Linked DNA regions of Siniperca chuatsi: region 1 is linked to region 2. A link is a contact called in public Hi-C data. All regions are on one chromosome and are shown on one strand. Each heading gives the region's core, a stretch centred on a gene start, on an enhancer-like site or on the middle of the called end of the contact. The rest is flanking DNA. Distances are from core to core; before and after follow the strand shown. Region 1 holds the start of LOC122883748 (mitochondrial carrier homolog 1-like). Region 2 holds the start of LOC122882496.

Region 1 (4,781 bases), core at 181-2,680, 140 kb after region 2:
GGAGGTTTTGGATTCAGAGATTCGTAGCATATTGATCAGCAGTTCCTAACCTGGGAGTCGGGACCCTCATGAGGGGTCACGAGATGATCAAGAGGACAGGAAAGCAGATAAAAACATGTTTCTGCTACATACAGTTATGCTAATGTTAGCATGCTAACACGCTAAGCTAACATGCTGAACATCATACCCGAACATCAGCATGTTAGCGTTGTCATCGGCTGCAGACTCTTAGTCTGTTTTCTAGTGAACTACTCGATCGTTTTACTTCCTCAGGCCTCTAAATATAATTTTCTATTAAAACAGAGGAAAAAAATCACTCTTTGGTTGAACTGGTCACAACTTTTAGACACATGCAACTGTGTCGCACGTAAACGTTACTCTGTTTTATGGAGAACCACTCATTTAGAGGACACCTGTAGAGTCACAGCTGATCAGTGCTTAAGATACAGTGTTAGTATGTGTCATGGTTTGAGGGTCTGTGTTTGGTTATTTCCTGTTTTATTGTGAAATATTCTCCTTGCCTCCCGGCAGTTTGGATTGGCCCTAATTAAGTTCACCTGTGTGTAGTTATCCCGCCCTCACCTGTGTGCATCGTCTCGGTGATTCCTTTGTTCTTTGTCAGTTCGTCCCAGCTGCTATGTTGGTTTTGGCTTCGCTAATGTTTGGACTGTCACCTGTTTGGTACCTGCCTGTCTGTATATGTATTTACATGTATAGTGACTTTGAAAATATCATTACTTGCATTACATGTACAACTCCAACCCAGTTTTGCCAAAATAAACATATTATACACAACAACAGCAGGTCCTCTGGAACGCCACAAACTGATTAACACGCTAATAATTACTAAAATGCTAACGCTAGGTAGCTCCAACAATGTGAGAATCATGCGATCAGAATGTTAAAAATAGATAAATAAAGTTTATTTTCCAGCATCATAGACCCGAGGTGGACTTATTCATCAGTCTGATGTTATGTGTGATTTCCAGTGTTTCTATATTTGCTTGTGTTTTCTGTATTTGCAGCTTTGTTTTGTGGTGATGATGTTTTCTTAAATTACAGCCTTTAATGTCCTAAAGCCACAGCACCATTAACTACTAAGCAATACTACTAATGACTTAATTAATGTAACTATTAATAACCAAAAAACAATCCCTGACAAACAAAATATTGTGTTGTAAATGTTAAATTTGCAGCACCAGCCATGATGATGTACACAGCACAACAACTACATCCTCTTCCTGTGTGCGCTGTAACAAATGATTAATACATACACTCTGTCTCCAGACACTAAAACTGTTCATAAAACGTCCAAAACCGTGTGAATAATTCAGCAGCAGATTTTATTCTGATGAATAAGGTGTGCTGCACTCTGCTGTCACTGCTGCTTTAACTGTGATTTCCTGTTTGTGACATTGTCATGAACACAGGAGGTGATGAAGCTTCTGTCTGACCTGATGAAGAAGAGGCTCGCCACAGCTGGAGGCTGCCCCCTGCTGGTGAATGATCAACAGGCACCACACAGACAGCACACAGTCACCCACATCTGCTGGATCAATAAGTGATTATAGGAAACGCCTTGACCTGTCGTTCGGATCTTCAGCCCCTGTCAGACATTTAAATGATTCGTTTGAATTACAACCCAATCAGAGTCTTCTGCAAGATAGAGGATCACTTATTTATGCAAATCTTTTCACGCCAACAACAGTGGCGACATATTTGTGAAAGATGACGTTAAAAACAAGCAGCTGCTTCTTCTTCACACACATTCTCCGCTCGTTTATGAGTGTGTGATGGGATATTTCAAGCACAGCAAGTATAATTAACTTTGAGCAAATAAAATACCCTTCTGTGTTCAATAAATGCGTTTCCTATAAGCACACAATATTAACTATTATAACTAATATTTGTTTTACTCATTTGCCCTCTGAAACCCTTATTTATGATTTAACTTGTAGTGAAACTTAGAATAGAATTTAAAATGTATGTTTTTCTGTTGAGTCACGTCAAAAACTAATTTTCATGAGCAATGAAGTTTTTCTGATTCTGAACTTTTCCATTGATCCCATTCTATTGATTTCCTGGCTGTAGCGGGTTTAAAACACTGGTGTTAGTCCTTGTTTTAACCCCATTTGGGCAACGTATCTTCTGGGATACAGTTCAAGTAAAAAAACATTACATTTGTTATTATTCAATTAGTAGTCTAAAACAGCAATATTATCAAAATATAATATCCTGAAATTATTACAGACCTGAAATAGCACAAACATCGTAAAACGGCAACAGGTGCTGTGTGTTGACAAATAGGCGTCTGTTGCATCCGGTGGTCACAACGCAAAAATACCACAACACACAGAGGACGAAGAAGCTCCAAATGGTGCACTGAGTTCTTTAAGACGTGGAAAATCTTCCCAGCCATAACCATAGAGTCGTATTTTCATTTCATACATGATAATGTCGGCATTCATTAACGAGATTTAACTGTCAAACACACCGACCAGGAGCTGCGTACGGAAGCAGACCTTTATGGACATTGTTTATAGAGTGCAGATCAGGAGGTCGAATCGGAAGGCGTAATTTACAGGCCTGTATAAACTGGCCTGAGCTGTGTCTTCCTGCTCTAATCCCGCATGTCTTGGCCTTTATCTCCAGAGCTAATCAAAATGACGCTGCAGACGGATCTGGAGAGACCGTGAGCCTGTTTGATTTAGGATGCGGCTAATCTCTGCAGGACTCCCACTGCTGGTTCTGCTTCATCCTCGAGCCGAGGGATGAAAGGAAATGAATCTTACAAATGTTTGTGACGTTAGACCGTGTCGGTTGGATTTACTGTAAGTTGGTGTTCTGTTCGAGGAAGAAGTTAAAGTATTACTTTCAGGTATTTCATATGAGCCCTGTGTAGAGTTTGGCTCGTGGGTCAGGGATGCAGTCGTTAATGTCACGTCCTTGTACAGTATGGTGTTCATGCCGTGACTCGTGCACTCACGGACAGTGACCCTGGCAGCCTCGCGGGATGTTACGATGTTATATTGTGGAGCTCCGGCCGCACCGCTCGGCTCCACTCCTGGGAAGCAGCTGCATTTCCACTCCAGCACTGAGGCGTCCAGCAGGATTAGGGCCAAACAGATCGATGCAGCGTCACCACAAACCAGAAGGGCATCAGGCAGCAACACTTAGCTGACCGGAGGCTTCGTCTGTGTGTCACCTGAAACCACTTTACACAGTGACTGGCCAGGTGTGAGCAGGTGTGGAAGTAGGCAGACGAGCTTCTTTCTCACGCTCTCTTTTTTTATTCCTCAGCCAGCCGCAGGGCCAACGGCACGAACGTCCTCGCGGAGCACGTTTACTTCACCGTGTCGTGTCAGTACTTTTACTGAAGTAACGGATCTGAACACGTCTGGACAGCACCGAGCTGTGTGTGTGCCGGTGCCAGAGGGAGGCAGCTTGCGTTAGGAACATGCAACACGTGGAGTGCTATTCGTGCATAATGTGTATTTACAATAAAATGGCTGCACAACGTTAAAGGCCAACACCGGGCCCTGTCTGGTTGAAAGCCTGTCGGGTCACTCTTCAGCTCTCCGATAAAAACACCAACATCGCATCTGCCATGTTGGATATCTGATTTCTGTCGGATCTGGACCGGACTGGGGCTAACCCTGATTAGCACGTGGCCCAGGAAATCCAAAACAGATGCAATCAGATTCGTGACGTGGCAAAGTGTAAATCCAGATGTTTGGATTTTATCCAGATACCAGACACTTGACAAGTGTAAATGGGGGCCGAATGTAAAAATAACAACACCTCTTATGATCGTTTCAGATAAATGAGGCGTTTGTGGCGATCGTTTGTCCTTCAGTAGGAACCCTTTTAGAAACAGACACTTATATAACCGAGGAGCTGAAATTCTAGATGAAGACGTGTGACAGAGCTGTCAGAGACGCGCGTTTGATGCTTCTCAGTTGTGAACCTTCAGACTGAAACTAATTACACAGGAAAACCTGAGAGACGCTCCATCACTGTCAACATGCAAGTCAACAGGAAGTGTGGACCTCTGATCGTCATGGCAACAGTCCTGCTCTGCTAAGTTGGGGAGTAAAGAGGCTGACGTTTTGCGATGGACACCCTCGGCGCACGTGTAACTATTTCGTCGTCGTAACTTCTCCGTGGTGCAAGCGCTTTTATTGTAGTAATGCATAAATCACAGCCTGGTAATAATTTACAGGATAACTCGGCTACGTTTGAACCTACAGCTGCTGCGGCAGCCTGGTCTTTATACACCGAGACAGAGCCAGTTCATTTCCAACCAATCAGCAGCACTGTGAGCTGGGCGAGGGAGGGGGCATGCGATTGGCTCAAAGGTGAGATGGTGGTAAAACTGCAACAGACTGCAATAAAGGCATTTCTGTAATTATTGATATGATTTACACTCTTTGTTCATGCGTTTATTTATTTCATGATGTCTTTTGTATTTAGCTAACACTGAGCGTGAGCGAGCTGTTTCCAGCCGCAGGACGAGCAGGACGAGCAGGATCTGGCCTCCTGTTGATCAGTATCAGATCCCGGCACGGTGGACTCGGCAGCAATGACGATCAGCACCACAGGCTTCGTCCCACGTTCCCCACGTGCGTCTGCAGCTTTCGGCGCGGCCGACAACACGACACGAGTCTTTCTGCTAATGAGTTTGTCACATCCCACAGATGAGGGCGTCTTCGCTAATGAACTTCAGCAAACGTCCTCTGTCCTCGTCAGCGCGTGAGAGCGCTGAGCTGGTGAGTCACAGG
Region 2 (5,113 bases), core at 885-3,384:
ACTACTACTACTACTACAACTACTACTACTACTACTACTACTACACTACCACACTACTCACCTACTACAACTACTACAACCACTACCACACAATCACTACACTGCCATCACTACAACTACTACAACCACACTACATCACCACTACTACACTACTACTACTGCCTACTACTACTACAACTACTACTACTGCCACTACTACTACTACTACCACACCTACTACTACTACTACTACTACTACTACTACTACCACACTATCACTACAACTACTACAACTACTACTATCACTACCACTACTACTACTACCACTACTACTACTATCACTACAACTACTACAACTACTACTACTACCACTACTACAACTACAACTACAACTACTACAACTACTACTACTATCACTACAACTACTACAACTACTACTACTACCACTACTACAACTACAACTACTACAACTATCACTACCACTACTACTACTGCCACTACTACAACTACAACTACTACAACCACTACCACCACAACTACAACTACTACTGCCACTACTACAACTACTACTACTGCCACTACTACTACTACAACTACTACTACTATCACTACAACTACTACAACTACTACTACTACCACTACTACAACTACAACTACTACAACTACTACTACTATCACTACCACTACTACTACTGCCACTACTACAACTACTACAACTACAACTACTACCACTACTACAACTAATACTACTACCACTACTAGTATTACTACCACTACCACCACTACCACTACTACTACATCTACTACCATTACTACTATCACTACTACTACATCTACTACCATTACTACTACAACTACAACTACTACAACTACCACTACTAGTATTACTACCACTACCACCACTATCACTACTACTACAACTACTACTACCACTACCACTACTACTACATCTACTACCATTACTACTATCACTACTACTACTACAACTACAACTACAACTACTACCACCACTACAACTACAACTAATATTACTACCACTACCACCACTATCACTACTACTACAACTATCACTACTACTACAACTACTACTACCACTACCACTACTACTACATCTACTACTATCACTACTACTACCACAACCACCACTAACACTACCGCTACAACTACTGTTACTACTAGCTTTCACGGTTGTCATGACAACTGAGTGAATTCCGTCCAGAGTTGCGTTAAAAGCTTCAGAAAAGCGAGTGGGTCTTTTTTTGGTCAAACTACTGTTTCTAAGGTCAAGAATAAAATCCTAAATTGATGCTCTTAATACTGACTGTATGATTATAAAACACATTTTGCAAGAAAGAAAGAAATTTTCACAGATATTTATACGCGCACGCACACACACACACACACACACACACATATATATAAATAAATGGGCTTTAATTTTGAAGGTTGTTGCCGGAAGTCCCTGACGCGAATGTCTCGTGCTTGGTCGGTGGGCACACGCGCGCACACACCGACGGGACCGTGGTGTCTGTAGACAGGAGACGGGCAGAAAGCAGAAACATAGCGAGGATATGATTCCGTTGCTAACTTCGCGTGTCCTCGTGTAACGGCGCCCGCTCGGCCGGTTGAGTATTTGTCGGTGTTCCGGTGGCGGAGCGGCTCCTCGCCGTTTTGGCGGCGGGAGTGTGAGTAAATGAACGCGTTGTTTGGAGCCGTTGAACAAAGAGCTTTTCTTCCCTCTAACGTTACCTTTGTTGCCGAGCGGAGCGCCTGTTTTCGACCCAGCTCGGAGGTGGTTCCGACCGTGAAAGTAAGCTAACTACTCTGAACTGCTCGTGTGTTTTAAAGGGAGCCTGGAAAAGGCTTTCTTTTCCTTAGCGAGTTCGGATTTAACGTTAAGTGGTTTGTTAATGCTGTGTAAGTTATAATTCTTTAAAGCCAGACATCTTAATACAAAGCAAATAAAAAACACTCCTAACGTTACCAGATAACGTGCACTGAATCAGTAGTTTCTCCTTCATCTTCATATTATTATTATTATTATTATATTATCTTCATATTAAGCAGACGGGTTTCCACCACAGTAATGTACACACGCGTCCACGCGAGCCTAACGGACGGGACCTGTGTGGGGAGATGGCCACGCCGGACTGCATTCGGAAATCTGGCAATTCAGGGTTGTCTTGCTTATCGCAACGAAAAGATAACAAATAAAATACGACTCAAAACGGATTGTGACACATTGGAAGAAGCTCTTTACATCGGCACTCGTTCAAACTCCTTGTAGAACTGAATCCCCCTGTATACAACTAAGTGCAAGACGATTGTCCGAGAAATAAAGTTAACAAATAACAAGAAGACATTTTAAAAAAAGTTTCTTTAGTGGATTATAGCTATGCCAAATTCAAAAGTGGTTCTTAAGGAGTCATAACACCTGTCATATGTAAAGTAAAATGATAGTAACGCTGTGTACTTTTGCCAAAACACTGAGCAACACTAAACTGCCATGTTTGAATGATGTGAGCTTTGCAGTCTTTGTGTATTTGAACAGCAGCTATGGGGGGGTGCAGGTCCCAGGTCCAGCGCTTGTTGAGTTTGCCATGCTGCTTGTGTTGACAGGTGAGGGGCGGCCTGTGCTCCAGTCATGACCTCTGGGAATGGGAACACTAACAGCAGCCAACACGATGGAGAGAGCAAACCAGCCCAGGCCTTAGTCAAGTCCCACATCCTCACCCACCTGATAGAAGGCTTCGTTATCCAGGAGGGTGCTGAGCCTTTCCCCGTGAGTACTGCAGCTCTGCATGTGTCTGTCTGTAAACCACAGAATATGACAGTAATCACTGCCCATAATGGCGGGCAGCTCAAAAACAACACTGGCCATATTGACTGGTTGACCAGGAGCAAAGACTTAACATTATCAATATTTGGGGCGTTTGTTTCCAACCTGTCTGATCGGTGGACCGCTTATGTTTCTTGCCCCGTTGCTAGTAACTTAGTGAGTGCAGTGTTTATTATTACAAATGATAGCCAAAACTTTAAAAATAAGGCGCAAGTTTAGGCACCATGTCATGATGATAGTTTAATTATGCACATTTTTAGTACTTAATAAATAAAGCTACTTGCTGGGAACCAGTTAAAATACAGTTTAAAGGTCAAACCTTTTTACCACACGCCTGTCTTAGCCCGTTAGCTCTGGCTACCTAACATGACACGTGGATTCCAGTGAGAAACGGCAGCTAGCAGCAACGAAAATGCTAATCTACAAGTGCTGAGAAATGAACTGTGTCCCAAAACATTAACCGGCAGCACAAATTAAAAGCACAGAACCTCCCTCATTCTGGATATTAATGACGTTAGCACGTATGGAAATCTGTTTCCTCAAAATATACCAGACACTAGATATCCGTCAGTGTAAACAGGCAGCACATCACTAATAACTGTGTCAGTACAGGATTTAATAAGTATTATTTATCTGCCACATCATGGAAGAGACTCTGATCACCTGTGTGATGCATCTTACATCCAAAGCCATCAGTCTGCACAGCGTGCACCAAGTCACACACTGAAACTCTAAACACACGTCAAACCGATCACCAAAGCATTGATCACATCGTCACCGGTGATCCGCCCGGATAGTTCCTGCACCAAAAAGCAGGGACTCTCTGTGCTCGAGGAACTACATGTAGACCCTGATCCTGCAGTCAAGAGGCAGAAAACGCTCCTGAGGGGGAAACTTGTGCTAACAGAATCAAACAGAACCGTAGCATTCAACGTCAAACTCTTCCCTCGCCACTTTCTCAGTCCCTTGCAGTGGCATCAGCTGCTGTAATGAAGTATATGTTTGTCTGTCTGCAGGTGGAACGTCCATCTTTCTCAATTGAGAGCCTAAGGAGACACACGGCAGACTCAAAGATGGACGGCCTCTACCCAAAAGGTAAAGCTCTTAAAGTTGTCAGACCAGCAGCACGGCGTCACGTGGGGAGCTGACGTTTCCCTCCTCCAGTATCTACATGTTTCACAGTATCTATAATAATAATCGGCCCCAACCGGCTGTTAGCCGACCGACTGTAGACGTCGGTCGGCTAACAGCTGACACCGTGCGACTGCTTAGCCGTTGTCCCTGCACACTCGTGTGGATGTTGCTGGTGATGGTACCTGTGCGGCCTGTGTTCCCTCAGAGTTGAAGGCCCAGCAGGAGCCCATGCTGACCTGCGAGCTGTGTGGCAGGGTGGACTTCGCCTACGTCTTCAAGAGGTCCAAGAGGTTCTGTTCTACTGTGTGCGCCAAACGGTAAGGCGGGGCAGGCATTACAGACACAATTCACCCTGTGGGGGAAATCAGGGGTGTCCCGAAGAGGTTTTTTGGCCCCAGTCCTGATCAGAGTTCTCTAATATTGAGTGACACCGAGTCCGATCCGATACTTGTATTTACATAAATGTTTGATTAAATATGTATCTGACACATGGAAATAACAGCTGTAGCTACTAAACTTGCCGTACTTTATGTTTCACAAGCTGCTTGGTCCAAATACTGAAGGTCCTGATTTAAAAGTTGATTAAATTATTGATCTGACATGAGTAAAAGTTTAACTGGAGAATGAGACTGACGTAATGCGATCGGCTAGAGAGAAGACGTCTCTCTCTGTCCGAGCTGTTGGAGCTACAGAAGCAGCGGTGTTACAGAGTGGAGCTTCACTTTATATAATAATAATAATAAAACTTTATTTATAGAGCACTTATCAAAACAAAGTACAAAGTGCTTCACAACAAGAGAAATAAAACACCACAGTGAATGACGAAATATAAAGAAATAAAATAAACAGTTCAGGTAAAATCAGGATCTGCTTTCAGATAAAAATGTGTTTTGAGACGAGACTTAAACGAAGACTCTGACTCAGACAGCCTGATGTCTTTTTCTAATATAAAGCGTGCATCACCCAAAGAGTCTGTGCACAAGTTAAAACACATGACATCAGGCACAAGTACACACACACACACACACACACACACACACACACACACACACACACACACAAAGTCCCAAACATGCAGGTAATAATGTTACTATAACAACAGGACTGAGGTTAAAAATAAAGTTCACACAGCAACAGAACAGAAGTGGGGTAACTGTTCCC

The links. Hi-C and Micro-C count contacts between places; a contact is called where the count stands out from the background.
Region 1: a Hi-C map of skeletal muscle shows a contact between it and region 2, with 2.0 times the contacts expected there. The contact joins the promoter of LOC122883748 here to the promoter of LOC122882496 in region 2. A contact is called at or near these places in 2 of 3 Hi-C or Micro-C datasets (skeletal muscle and an unstated tissue).

Annotation. Positions count from the first base shown.
Region 1 is chrLG10:901,656-906,436 of ASM2008510v1, forward strand. It overlaps LOC122883748 (mitochondrial carrier homolog 1-like), which reads left to right and starts at 1,431. Exons shown (of 13, transcript XM_044212856.1): 1 at 1,431-1,499. The coding sequence starts at 1,437.
Region 2 is chrLG10:764,566-769,678 of ASM2008510v1, forward strand. It overlaps LOC122882496, which reads right to left and starts at 2,135. Exons shown (of 9, transcript XM_044209959.1): 1 at 2,076-2,135. The coding sequence starts at 2,135. It overlaps phc2a (polyhomeotic-like protein 2), which reads left to right and starts at 1,417. Exons shown (of 7, transcript XM_044212835.1): 1 at 1,417-1,789; 2 at 2,599-2,761; 3 at 3,835-3,913; 4 at 4,158-4,269. The coding sequence starts at 2,624.